2 separate regions of the Sus scrofa genome follow, and region 1 is linked to region 2. A link is a contact called in public promoter capture Hi-C data. All regions are on one chromosome and are shown on one strand. The core of a region is the stretch at or near the end of the contact, and the rest is flanking DNA. Distances in the headings are between cores, read along the strand shown.

Evidence for each region. Promoter capture Hi-C pulls out the DNA fragments that hold promoters and counts their contacts.
Region 1: a contact with region 2 is called in a promoter capture Hi-C map of liver, with 13 times the contacts expected there. The contact joins the promoter of ATG16L1 here to the promoter of PDE6D in region 2. A contact is called at or near these places in 1 of 5 promoter capture datasets (liver) and 2 of 47 Hi-C or Micro-C datasets (heart right ventricle and liver).

The regions. Positions count from the first base shown.
Region 1 is chr15:133,649,112-133,656,625 of Sscrofa11.1, reverse strand. It overlaps ATG16L1 (autophagy related 16 like 1), which reads right to left and starts at 5,162. Exons shown (of 17, transcript NM_001190273.1): 1 at 5,048-5,162; 2 at 1,376-1,469. The coding sequence starts at 5,162.
Region 2 is chr15:132,423,132-132,430,139 of Sscrofa11.1, reverse strand. It overlaps PDE6D (retinal rod rhodopsin-sensitive cGMP 3',5'-cyclic phosphodiesterase subunit delta), which reads left to right and starts at 3,462. Exons shown (of 5, transcript XM_003483755.4): 1 at 3,462-3,720. The coding sequence starts at 3,671. COPS7B (a long non-coding RNA gene) reads right to left here and starts at 3,117. Exons shown (of 7, transcript XR_002339490.1): 1 at 2,905-3,117.

The DNA.
Region 1 (7,514 bases), core at 3,913-6,412, 1.2 Mb before region 2:
ACGGCACATGGAGGTTCCCAGGCTAGGGGTCTAATCGGAGCTGTAGCCACCAGCCTAAACCAGAGCCACAGCAACGTGGGATCCAAGCTGCGTCTGTGACCTACACCACAGCTCACGGCAACGCCGGATCCTTAACCCGCTGAGCAAGGCCAGGGATTGAACCTGCAACCTCATGGTTCCTAGTTGGATTCGTTAACCACTGAGGCACGATGGGAACTCCAGTTTTCAGCTGACTGACTTTAGCTGACTAAAGGAGAAACAGACTCTCTACATCGAAAGAGGATCAAAACAGAGCCACGAAGACTTTAGTCACTGCAGAAGGCCTCCTAAGACCATAGCGAGGCGCCATCTCCTGAACGGCTGTTTAGCAAAAATGGAGCCGAGGCCAGGCCATCTGTTCCTCTTTCCCACCCCAGCCTCTGCCCAGAGACCGTCTCCGCACATAAGGAAACAGGGATGACAGGCAGTTATTTCACAGATGTGGCCTTAGGAGAAAAATTAAGCTATGCCTTGATTTCTGGTTTTTCCCCTTAAAATCCTAAGTTATGATGAACTTTGTTTTTACAATTGCTAAACATGAGCTGATATGCAAAAAAGCACATAGATTTTAGAGCAAAAATGGATACTGTTCCCATACAAACCACCAAATTTCATGTGCAAACGTGACACACAAACGGAAAAGGAGAGGGCACTCTAGAGGGATTCCCTCTGAGCTGCTCCGATGAAGTCGGGCTGTCAGGTTTTTGTGGCCCCTCAAAAAGGGACCCTTACAGGAATGACCTAAGTGAACATAGCAGACTCCCCAGCATGAACACACACTCACATATTTAATGAAGCAATACTTACCCTTCCTATTAAGGCAGATTCCCCCAATCTTTCTTAAAAAAAAAAAAAAAAAAAAAAAAAACCAAAACCTTTTTGCAACCTGCTAGTTTGATACACACTGAAATATGTTGAAACACACTGAACCAAAAAGGAGGATCAACGGACCAGTACAGCATAAAAAACAACTCGTGTTTACAGGCCAGTCAACTCTGTATCAGCGATCTTATAAATCTGCTCAAGATGCTCATTTGATTATTTAGAAAAAGTGAACCCCGGCAGGCTGGAGGAGGAACCGGCCTGGCTGAGTGCCTTAAGCAATCTCTCTCAGGCTTCCGGCGTACTGAGGAGTCTTCTAGGTGGGTAGGAACATACCTTCCAAAAAATGATTTTAGTTATTCGGCTTCAAAATTTCTTATTTAAAAGGAACTGACAAAAACTGAGGCACAAAAACAGTACTTGGTTTGCTTCAAATTTAGAGAAGTGACAACTGAACCGGGACAAACTTCAGTTAAGGAGGAAACACAAATAATACAGGATAGTTTCAAAATACCTTATCTCATGCCTGTTTGGTATGTCATGCTTTTCAGCTTGTAGCTTATGGGCCAGCACTGAATGAAGATCGGACTTTTCCAGCAACTTGTTATCTATCGAAGAAAAGAACAATTATTATAATCTATGTATGCTTTATTACTACTTAATATCTCATAAAGATTTGGAAAAAATCCAGAAGACGACAGGGTAGGCTACACCGTTATCGGGTTTCAAAGTACCAGGCACTGCACTTTGTCACAGATTGTAGCAACTGTCCGAACTCCAGAAGCACACACACCTTTTATGGCCCAAGCATAGAGAGCCCAGCCCAAGGAACCTGTGGAAAATCACTCCCAAAACACCTCCCCTCCCCTCAACAATGCTTTCTACTCCCACTGCTACCTACCTACCTGGGGAAGAGGAGACAAATCAACCAACCAAAACACAATGGAAAAAGGAAGCACGATGCACCTCTCAGTAATAGGGGAGAATATCTGGGGATTTTAATTTTTAGATCAGGGCACTAAGGATACAAATACAAACCAGAGCCCTGACTTCGGGGAGCTAAGGAAATGTGATATGGGGGTGGGGTGGGGAGGTCAAGCATAAAAAAGAAGAGTGAGTTTTTCACTCATTTCTCAGATGGTTTCACAGGTGAGAATGACTGATGGTCCAGGCAGAAGGTCTAAAGAGTTGTCTCGTAAGTGGCTAGAGATAAAAAAGTCAGTGCCAACACATGAAAGCCAGGATGAGAAACTTAGACTTTTTCTTACTGGCAATGCTGAAACCAAATTTTAAAAGCAGGCAGTGACGTGAACAGATATTGATTAGTAAGAAGTCAAACACAGAATTCTGAGGTTTCCTGTTCAGCCAACTGGGCACAAGATCCTAACTTGCCTGGGAATGTCAGAGCAAAGGGCTGGGGGGAAATGAATTCTCTGAGCGTAATAAATGTGACAGGGGACACAGTGCAGGATTTCAAAAGAAAAGGCAGGGCTAGCAATGACATGCACATAGGGGGCCAGCAAGATCACAGGTGGGGGGAGGCACTAAGCAGAACAAGAAAGGGACCGTGGGAAACTTACGGAATGCCTACACCTGATGGGGGCCGCCTCAAATCCCAAACGTCTGAGATTCAAGCTGCTCTACACATCTGGCAGGGTTTATGCTAGTGACTCTTCCTGCTAGAAGAGCTTATCCTTCCTCTTAGAGGGTGGAGTCCTACTTCTTGATATCAGAAAATGAAAACTGGGGAGTTCCCACTGTGGCCAGCTACCTGGGGAAGATGAAACAAATCCCAGGTATTAAGATTTGGGTTAAGAATCTGACTGCAGTGGCTCGGGTCGCTGTTGAGGGTTCGATCCTTAGCCCAGCACAGTGGGTGAAAGGATCCAGCATTGCTGCACCTGTGGTTTGGATTCAATCCCTGGCCCGTGAACTTCAGTGTGCCGCAGGGCCATCTTAAAAAAAGAAAAAAGAAACATTCTGGGCAGAAAGAGACAGAAACACTACCTTCATCTACATTAATTTAGTAACTTAGTTCAGCAGAGCAGGGAAGTGAATCCGGCCCTGGATGTGCTTCAGTGTCAACAGTCCCTGGTAAGATCTTTGAAACGTCACAGCGGTGCCCAGTAACAGCAGGCCTTTCAAAGGACCTGGGGTATCCAAGAGGGATTCTTCCTAAAAGTTCCTCTCACGAAAGAGAAAGATGGAGGTGGGGGGGAGAGGCTTGCTGTCCCTGTCCCTTCTTTTTATCTTTCTGCTCCAGCTCAGAGGGAGGGACAGAACAGGAAACTCCGACAGCCTTGGGAGGCGGGCAGTGAAGAGGCGGGCTGTTCCACAGTCAAACCAGAAGTGACCCCCCGAATGCCAGCTCCCCCCACAACCGACACTGAAGATTTTCCATGGGCAGAGGCCGTCTAGCCCTCTTAGCCCTCATCCCAGGCTCCTCCCCTCCGCAGGCCCCTCTGACGTGCGTGACTCACATCTGCTGTCTGAAGCTGCATTCCCTCTCCAGACCCATCTGTCCTTCTGACCTTTCTCCCAGACCCTACACCCCCTTTAAGACGTCTACTTCCAACGCGCAGAAAAACATTCAATCGTCAATGTAATTATAGGCACCTTCCGTTTATAGACAATTATGTCCATGGCTTCACAGCACTTGGACGCACAGCACTGTATTTATGAAGCAGGCAGAGCACGCTGCACCCCTGTTTCATGGGTGCCAGCAAACCAGCCTCAGGTGAGTGAAGGGAATGCAGTCAGACCTCCAGCCCAATTTGACTTGCAATGTGTATTACCTTTTAGAGAACAAGCATTTGCTAAAACACCTGATGACTTGAATTCATGTGACCCAAGACGGAATCCCATTTGAGGAAGGCGTTTCCTGTGCTTTCGGCTTTTCCGAAACAGCACTGGGCGGCTGGGGCTTCTCAGACTGTAAGGAATTAGCACAAGAGTGGCACAGCCACCCTTTTCTCCACATCCTAGTTAAGAGGAGGGGCTTGGCAAAAGCAAGGAAAGCTACTTCTTAGGGGATGAAGAGAGAAAAGCAAATGCAAAAAAGAAGCCACTGAGACTGTGTGCCCAACCAGGACCTACCATTTATCCGCTGTACCTTCCCAGAAACATTACCTAATCTCCCACAGTCTCAGTTTCCTCTTTGGAAAAAGGGCAATAATAGGATCTGCCTCAGAGAATTTTTGGAAAGACCAAGTGAAACGATACATGCCAACTATTTACCATAGCACTTAAATTTGCCTGCATATTAGAATCACTTGGGGAGCATCAAAAATCCTGAATCCTGTGTCCCACTCTCTAACACTGCAGTTCAGCTGGCCTAGGGTGTGGTCTGGGCTTTGTAATGAAAAAAAAAAAAAAAAAGTCCCCACCTGATTCTCATGTGCCCATACATTCAGGAACCACAAATCTAGTATAATCAGAATTCAATAAAGGACAACAATAGTACTTGAATCCCATCATCAACATAATTTGAGGCTTGCAGGCTTACTTCAAGAGGAAGACAAAACAATAGGTCAGAAGAATGCTTGTTTCTTCCCCGAAGTGTGTCATTAGTTCTGGTTAAAAAAAAAAAAAAAAAAATGGGGGGAGGAAGTGGGGCAAGGAAATGCTCATTAGAAGGTATCTAAGGGCACAAACACTTCTGTACTCGAATTGCAGCAGCGGGGGTGGGTGTGAGCCACCTCTTTCATACAGAAATTTTCAATAACGGTAAAGACTATGATGTCCCAACTGAAAAATACGTTAAAAGACTCTAAATATTTTAAAATCAAAGAACATCGAGGTGAAGAACAGGTCTGAGAAATGCAAGGCGAGCATTTCACTGCACTGAGAAGATGACGATAATGGCGCGAGTGAATGCCTAAAGTCTGTAACTGTTTCAGTAACGCGATGCCCGGAACAGGATGTTTCTGGAACCTGGCTATTTAACTACACAAGCGCTGTGTGCACTTGGGATTTACCAGCAGAAACGTGAACGGTGCCTGCCCGTGACGAATACCCGATGCGGTAGCGAGAGCCTCCGCAGTCACACCCAAAGATAAAAGTGAAGAGCGAAAAAGATCTAAAAAGGCCCGCGGGCGGCGCGGGGGGCTCGGCCTCCGGTTCCCACTAGCGCCCCGCGTGCCTCGGCGGAGTCCACCGCCTGCCCCCGGGCCCGCCCGCCGCTCACACTGCAGGATGATCTCTTCGAACGCCTGCCTCTGCAGCCGGTCCCGGCGCCTCAGCTCCTCCGAGATGTGGCGCTTCCACCGAGGGAAGACCGCGGCGCGGAGGCTCGACGACATATCGCCCGCTGCCCTGGCGCCTCAGCGCCGAATAGCCAAGCGGGAGCAGGCGGCCGGGGCCCGCACCATGAGGCAGCCAGCGCGCGCTGGAGGCCTGCAGCCCCAGCACTCAGCTCCGCGCGCAGGCCGCCGACGATGCCATCCGGGACGGACTTCCGATCCCTGACGGAAATAGCTTTGAACTGGGCCGGAAGGACCGCCTCCTCACCCGACGTCTTACGCCGCACGCACGCACCTGTCGGGCGCTCGCTAATGACACCATCCCGGGGCCGGAAGTGTCGGTGGTAGAGGTGCGGCCGCTAGGAGGCGTGCCGACCACGTTGGAGGCTCTGTCCTGCGGGGTTGGGGGCGGGAGAAGGAAACAGTTAAAGGGCAGTTTCTGTCCACCTGCTGTTTCTCTTGCTTTTCTTTGTTTTGTATTTTCTTTCTTGGCCTGTCTCCGTTTTCTCTATCCACTGTACCAGGAGTTGTAAACTCCCCATATCGTAGCTGCCCGACCATAGATAGTGACAACCTCCCTAAGCCTCCCTAAGGTTTCCCAGTTTGTAAAATGGGGAAGTTCCCTAAAGCGGGAAGGAAAGATACCCACCTCACGGAGTTGTCATGAGGATTAAAAGTAATTACCTCTATAGTACAGTTCACACTGTGCCTGTACGTGGTAAGCCTAACTTTATACCTAGACTTGATATCCTTCAGAGTTCTATCCAACGTTTGGTTGCTTTATCAAGAGCGTCTCATTGACCCGGGAAACAAGTTTTTATTTACAGTGAAGAAATGGAATGCAAAGAACAGCTAAAGAAAGATGTGACCAGAGCAGCCATGTTAATCACTAGAAGCCTAGAAATTACCTATGACCTAACAGTGACTGGATCCTTAGAAAGTAATTTAAGGGTTGGGATACAAAAAGGACCGTGAAATAGGAAAAGGCCCATTAGCCAGTAGATGGAAGTGGGAGGTAGAAGACACAGACTCAGGAGATGATAGCATCTGTCAACTCAGAATGGAAAACCTTGGTCTGTAATAGAATCATCTGAGCTCCATCTGCTTTCAGCAAGTTAGTGAATTTACTTCATGAAAATAGATCTGCTTCATTAACAAAGTAGGAGGCAGAAGAGAGGAAAGGAATGTCAGAAACTGCCTTCTCTTTCCATGTGTCTCAAGTCCAGAGGAAGATCCTTCACAGACAGATAAGAAAGCCTTTCATCTTCTGTGGAGCCTGGGAGTAGGACAGTCAGCCTCCTAGAGCTGTAAAGATATTTTGTTGGCAGCCAGTGGTGAGTGAGCTGAATTTGTGGGAAAGACCCACGGGGATCAGAAATAGAAGGGACTTCCTCACACCCCGAGGAAAATGAAAAGGCAGTTTCTGAAAGTCACTGAGAGTATACTAGTGGTACCATCCTCAAAAGAGCCTTGCATCAGGTCTTGAGAGTTGACTATGCTAATTCCCCAGACAAGATTATGATTAAGCATGTTCACAAATTTGCAGAACCAGCAGATTTCCTTACAGGAAGTTATGCAAACAGATATTTGGACAAATGCCCGCACAGAGAAATCTTTGACACAACGTTGTTAATAATAACGGAGAGCGGGGACCAATCTGTATATATTTCCACCAGTAAGGGTTAAACTGCTGTGTATTTATTGTTCAAAAAAAGTTCATAATAGGAGTATATGGTAGCAATGTAGTTTACGTAGAAATTTCTGTGTCTCTGGCTCCTCATAGGCAAAATTTTGTTGAATGAATGGAGAATATAATTTCTAAACTAAGGATACTAAACTCTAGTTCTGCCCCTTCCGTAACTGGCCAGCTTTGTCTGGTGTACACTGTGGCTCCCCACCCCCTTTCTGCTCACCACGCAGTACCTTTGGCTTCACTGTGCTTCTGTTGGGCAAATGCTTCCCTTCTGACTTCTCTGAGTTAATTTCTGTGAGTTAATTCTCAGCTCACTAGTCACTTCCTCGTAACCTTCAAATAACAGACCTTCACGACTAGCTCAGTCTCCCTATTACATGTGTACCTCTCTGCTTATAGCATTTATCACAGTAGCAGCTTTGCATGTATTTTATCCTTACTCGCTTAAGGCATGTCTCTCCGTCACAGACTCTAAACTATGTGGCAAGAGTTGTGTCTGTCTTTGCTTATCGTTTTATCTCTGGCAGGAGCATGAAGCCTTTCATATATTAGACGCTCGGTAAATGTTGTTAATTAATGAATGGAATTTGTGGAAATAGGAGTATCTCTGGGCAGTAGCAGAGACACTCTGGTGTCCTTTTATTGTATGTATTTTCTATATCTTATGTGCATTTTTTTCTGTCTTTTTGCCTTTTCTAGGGCCACTCCTGTGGCATATG
Region 2 (7,008 bases), core at 2,213-4,712:
AAGAAAGAAAAAAAAATCCACCAACCAGAGAGGCAAAGATTTCTTATACAATGCAAAAAGCACTAATCATAAAAAGGAAACACTGAACTATGGCACTACATTAAAATTAAGAATTTCTCTTTATGAAAAAACACCAGTACAGGAGGTCCCGTCATGGCTCAATGGTTAATGAATCCGACTGGGAACCATGGGGTGGCGGGTTCGATCCCTGACCTTGCTCAGTGGGTCAAGGATCTGGCATTGCTGTGAGCTGTGGTGTATGTCGCAGACGCAGCTCAGATCTGGTGTGGCTGTGGCTGTGGTGTAGGCTAGCGGCTATAGCTCCGATTCGACCCCTAGCCTGGGAACCTCCATATGCTGCGGGAGCAGCCCAAGAAATGGCAAAAAGACAAAAACAAAAACAAAAAAACCCACACACACCAGTACAAGTCTAAAGAGATAAGCCACAAACTTGGAAAAGATATTTGTAAAGCATGTATCAGACAAAGAACTCCATATCCAGACTATATTAAGAGCCACAAATTGGGAGTTCCCGCTGTGGCACAGCAGAAACGAATCCGACTAGGAACCATGAGGCTGCGGGTTCGATCCCTGGCCTCACTCAGTGGGTTAAGGATCAGGCATTGCTGTGAGCTGTGGTGTAGGTCGCAGACGCAGCTCGGATCTGGTGTGCTGTAGGCTAGCGGCTATAGCTCCGATTCAACCCTTAGCCTGGGAACCTCCATATGCCTCAGGTGTGGCCCTAAAAAGACCAAAAAAAAAAAAAAACCCTACAAATTAATAAGAGGAGAATCAGCCCAATTTAAAAACTGGGCAAAAGACATATGAAAAAGTGCTCGACACCAAAGACAATGCATATAAAAATTAGAATAAGATAACCACATTTAGCCAAAATAGTTAAACATTTTTAAATTGACACCACCCTGTATTGTCAAGGATAAGCATCAACTAGAACACTCTTGTGTTGCTAGTGAAGGTGAAAACTGGTACAAATACTTTAGAAAACTGGCAATATCTACTATTGCTGATCATACGCCCTCCACGCAAGCCCTCTTGTAGACACAAGGGCAGGGGTCCACAAAAAGAAACAAACAAGAACGTTCACTGCAGCTTTGTTACTAAAAGCCGAAAACTGGTAACTGAAAATCTAAATGCCCAGGAACAGCAGAGTAGATAAATAGTGCTGCATACATACAATGGACTACTATTCAGCAATTTGTTAAAAACAAGCTATGACTACATACAACATGAATGCATCTCACAAAAATATCGATGAATGCAAAAAGTCAGACTCAAACTGTATGATTACATTTAAATGAAATTCGAGAATAGGCAAAAGTGATCTGTCAGAAAAGACGTAGATGAGGATGCAGTATTGACTGAGAAGGGAAATACAGGAGATGCTGGAAATATTCTATACCCTGATTGGGGGGAGGATAATACATATGCATGTGGAAAAAACTGTTTTCTTGCTATATATGTTATCCTCATGAACAAAAAAATGTACAGATAAAAAAATTTAACCTAGAAAAAATTCCTATCCCTGCCACTGGGGCCTCTAGAGCATTCTAACCGTCCTTTCTTTTGTGCATTTATCACAGCCCGTCTTGAATTTCAGGGGAGCCTATTTCCCTAACTAGATGGTTATCTTCTGCTAGCAGTGATCATGTCTTTCACTTTCTACCAGCAGAGAGCCTGGCCAATAATGAAAACTGAAAAAGCTGTTTGTTAAATTACATGGAAGGAAAAATTGGATGAGTTCCCAGGTGGGTAAAAGGGAGACAGGAGGAGGGACGTAGGCCTAGGAAAAGAGACAGCAGATCTCCAAGGAAACCTTAGCTTACACTACAATTTTGCCTAGTTTCTGAAATCACATTAAATGTCACCTTGAATAACAAAGAATAAATAAAACACCAGGTCTTATCTGGACTGGGGATAAACAAACGTTATCCTCCTTCACTTGTAGGAAATCCACCAAATAAATGCTTACCTAAGGTCGAGTGAAGAAAAACACACAACCTAAAAGTTGTGAGTTATGTTTTATTTCCGGCAGGGGTGCGATGGGGTGGGGGGACTTATTGAGGACTATAGCCTGGGAGACAGCCCCTCAGATAGCTTTGAGGAACTGCTCCAAAGAGATATGGGAGGAGCCAGGATACACAGTTTTTTCCCGAAAAAAAAATGAACATTTAGTCGAACACAAAAGAGCACTGCCAATCACAAAAACTAGACATCTCGGATTAATGATTAATGCTTTTCTATGAATGGGAAGAAGCAAGAGTCTGGGCTCATTGAAATTATTCCTTAGATATGCATCTTAACTATGTAGGGCAAGTATCCTGTTTTCCTCCATGTATCCTGAATTCACCTCTGAGCCCATCTTCCGGGGTGGCTTCAGTGGCCAGTGGCTTGATAGTGGGTAACATTCATTGTTTACTGAAATGGCAGGCAACATTTTTTATTCCCACTAACCTCTGGGTGTTTCAACCTGAGTGGGAAAACTTCACCAAGGAGAATATTAAGATAGCATAGCCATGCTGCTAAAAATATCACCACCCTAGTGTAGAGCAAAGAGCCCAGACTACAGTAGACTTAAGAGCCCAATCCTAACTCTGCCCCAACTTGCTGTAACCTGTGAACAATCTTTTTGCCTCTTTGGGCCTCGGTTTCTTCATATGTAAAACAGGGGCTGGATTAGCAAATTCTCCTAAGCCTAACTGTATTGATATTCTGAGTTCACAATCCATATCTCTTCCAGTCCAACGCAGGAGCACAGCAGAGACCTCTACAAAACACGTAAAAGGCGCCCCAGGCCAACGAGCAAGCCTGATTTCAACGAGTCATTTTGTTATATTAGCTTTCATGGTTTAATCAGTGTTTTGGGGTTTGTTGTTTCAGGCTTACCATGATTTGCAGGAGATTTCTGAGTTCCATGTAAATACAAGTTGTCTCTCTGTGGGCTGTCATCTTCTTTTGAGGTTGAAGAGGATCTTCCCAAAGAGTTTCAAGTCTCGGGATTCAGAAACCACCAAGCCTACAGGCAGATGTATGAATTTGCGCACACTGCGCGGCACACTGGAATCTAAGTTACAGAGGACTAGGGTGCAGGGAATGCTGGGATTTGCAGTCCCTGGGCTTTTTGTTGCGTGCTGGGATATGTGGTCCCTCGGACAACCCCCTAGAATGCTGGGAAGTGTAGTCTCCGCCACATCGCACAGGGCAGCCTGCCGTCATCTCAGAGCCCTACTGTCCCCAGCCGCAGGAGCAAGCCCCTGGAGCCTCTGCCGATCTGAAGCCAACCCTCCTCTGAGGCAAACTCTAGGCAACCACACCGAATGAAAAAATCTGTCCTACGGGACTTCCCGGGATGGGCCCTTCCCATTGACGCTCTTCGTCCCCCTGCGAAGCCGCTGAGTGTTTCTATTGGTTGATCAAGATGCCAATCGCCAAGACGGGCTTTCCATTGGCTTCCGGGCGGGCGCTCCGCGGCCAGGGGGAAGGAGAAGGGATCAGGAGTGGGAGCTGAGGGGAGGGAGAGGCGGGTCCGGGTCTGGTCGCAGCCGCTGCTCGCCCGAGGTGTCCAGGCCGGCTCGGTCCTCGGCTCCTGGGCACCATCTGCGAGGCTCCGCCGGGCCAGCGAGGGAGAGCCGCAGGCGGCGGCCGCCGCATCATGTCAGCCAAGGACGAGCGGGCCAAGGAGATCCTGAGGGGCTTCAAACTGTATCCACCCGGGAGCGGGGCGGGGCCGGGAGGACTTGGGAGGCGGCCGCTCGCTGAGGAGACCGGCCGGGGGCGGGGGCCGCACCAGGTGGGCACCCGGGAGGGGGCGGTGGGAAGGGAGGGAAGGAAAGGCGTCCCGGGTCCCCGGCGGGACGGGGCGCAGAAGGCGCGGAGAGGGACGTCCGGAGGGAGGGAGGGAGGGGACGTTGACGGGAGCCCCGGGGTTAGAGGCGAGGAGCCCCGGAATTGAGCTTAGAGAGGCGCAGGGCGTCGGAAACGGGTGTCGGGAAGGCGCGCTTGGGTCCGAGAAGAGAGGCCGGGAAGGAGCTGCGGCCCGCAGGCAAGGGCCGAGGGGGCGCGGTGGGCTGGCCTCGAAGCCCAGCTGCCTCTTTGGCGGGAAGCCCACCCGGGCAGCAGGGAAAAGTGACTTGGAGCGAGTGACCTTGTGTGGGACAAATGCAGAAGCGGGTATCGAACTGTCTCGGGTTCTCCCATCCCATCCCACCCCACCCCACCCCCCGCGGCTTGTTTCCACAACTTCTCTTCCTCACTTGTGGCTCCTTCCAGGGCTGGAGAGGCAGGTGCGGCGGGAGAAGTCTGAGATGGACCTCATCTTAACTCTGTCTCGGCCCTTGGAGGCATTGGGCGGTCGCTGCTTCTCCCTTAGCTCCTCAGTTTTATTTTCCAGCGAAATAAGGGCCCTAAATTTGTGTGTGTGAGATGCGGTGCGATGCCTCGAGGTATTGTGGTTTTGCACTGGGACTCCTGGCAAAGGCTTCTGCTCCGTCCAGTTTGTGTGGTTAACGCGTAGAGCTGGTGGAGCTGTCCAGCAATTATTTGATTACGTTGGGGACACCGTAGGATTTAGTAGGATATAGAAATCATTGCCTCAGGCCTGTTACGGTGCAGCGGGTGCAACCTTCTCACTGTCGTGAGGCTTGGTGTTTTAATGGAGTGTTAATCTGTGACCATATGATGCAGATGAAAAAAAAATGCAATCTTGTCCATTCCAATTTTACATTTTCCTACTGACCTTAATCTCTTCCTATACCTACCATATGGAACATGCTTAAATTCTTCTCTCAGTGAAGATGTAGTTACCATTTAGGGCACCTCCCCTGGAGGTTTAGTCAATCCCTGTTCTCTGAGCTGACTCTGTGTTTTCACAATGCCCATGTCACCCCTGCAAGTTTTAATTGCTTTGTCATAATCAGAAACCAAGTATAAATTTTAAAACACAACAGCAAAAAAGTTACAGGAAGTTTCGGATGTATAAATGAAATTTTTCAAATAGAAGCTGATTTGCCATAGGCGTTATCACCTTTGCATACTGCCGTTCATGATAAACTTCCAGCAGTTTTATACAGTGAAGTTTAGTAACAGCCTCTTATAGGTCCATATACCTTTCCGTGTTCCTCTTCACAGTAGCGCCTATAAGTAGATAGGGGTGGCTGAAGTGTTAGAAAAGCTATGACATGGACTTTATTTTTCCCTTAAGTAATGTATTTTGTTATGTAACATTTATGCTATAGACAGTAAACTAGAGACTATGGAGAATTGAGAGATTTCAGAAGCAATATTTTTGTCTGATTGGAGTTAACATTTTACTCAAAGTAAAAAAGAGTCTTTTTAATGGCTTTTGAACAAAGCAAAGCAAAAGAGAAAGTTTGAGCTTCTCACTTTCAGTCTTTGCTCCGAAACCTTGTTCAGAAAGAAAGAGGCTAAGAGAGGAGTTCTCTGGTGGCCTAGCAGGTTAAGGATCTGTTATTTTCACTGCTGTGGTTCAGGTCAGAACTTGGTGCGGGTTTGATCACTGGCCCTGGAACTTCCACAGGCCATGGGCTTGGGCAGAGAGAGAGAGAGAGAAAGAAAGATAAAGGAAGGAAGAAAGAAAAGAAAATATAAGAAAAGAAAAGGGCTAAGGGACAAATATGGAAAAACATAGAAAGCAGAACCTGTATCATCCGCTAGAAAGGAAGATGAATTAACCAATTAAGTAATGACTTCAGTGTTTTCTGGGAAATTTTTTGACATGGGCTGATTAAATCGCAAGGGAAGCAGCCAATGAAAAATGTTAGCATGGGAGCAATGGATGCTCATCCTCCCTTTGCCTTCACTGGTATCTGAATTAAGAGTGAAATGGAAAGGAGTTCTAGAATTTGTTACTACCTTCAGGAAAAAATAAAATTAGTGTTTTAGTAGGAAACTACCTGACTGTTGTCCATCTTTTCTTGGATAAATTGTCTTTCTGAACTTTCTTTCAAAGTATCTTTTTTTCTGTAGGAAGAGTTTTTACTATAAAAAATCTCCAAATCTCCATTATATTCTTCTACCAACAATGTTGACAGTGCTTGTTTTCCACATTGACTATGTTGTTCTTTTTTATTTTTACTGATTTGATCAATAGATGATAGCTTGTTTTAATTTGTATTTCCCTGATACCTAGATCCCTCAAGAGGTAATATAGGCTAGTGATTAAGGGCTGTACTGGTCTATAGAGCTATTCTGTCTGAATTGAATTCCAGCCCTGCACACTTGGTGTGTATCCCTTATGTTGCCATAATTTCCTCATCTGTAAAAAGGGATTAAAATAGTACCTTATCTCCTAGGGTTGTTGTGAGGATTAAATAAGTTGGTGTCTAAAGTATTTAGCAAAGCACCTGATACCTAGTGAGCATTATGTATTGTCTGCCATTGCTGTTGTTATTAAAGAAGTCGCAAAATCTTCTCTTTGGCCATTTCTTTTTCTTCTGTGAATTGCTGGTTGATTTTGTTTTTGCCCATTTTACTATTGAGTTGTTTATTTTTCTTACTGTTTTGTAGGTGTCCTTTATTATAATACCTATCCTTTGCCTGTATTGTATATTGCAAATATTTTCTCTCAACGTATTGCTTGCCTGTTTTTTCTTGAACACTTGTCTGTTTTTTTTGTTGAAATTAGCACTTCAAATTTATTGATATTTTTCATGTGGCCTGCATTTGTGTTTTGTTTAAGAAGACACAATACCTTATCTTGAGGTTAAGTAAATATCCTACGTTTTTTTCTTTTCTTCATGTTTAGCTCTTTAACCCACTTGGAATATATTGACACGTATGATGTGTAGTAGAAATCTAACTTCCTTTGCTGTTTGGATAGCTGGTTGCCCCAGAATTCCTTACTTAGTAGTCCTTTCCCCACTGTTTTGAAGTGCCGTCTTTGCCATATACTAGGTCACCATAACACATGGGTTTATTTTTGTAATATTTCTGTTTCATTGATCCATTTATCTCTTCCCATTACTTTCCTGA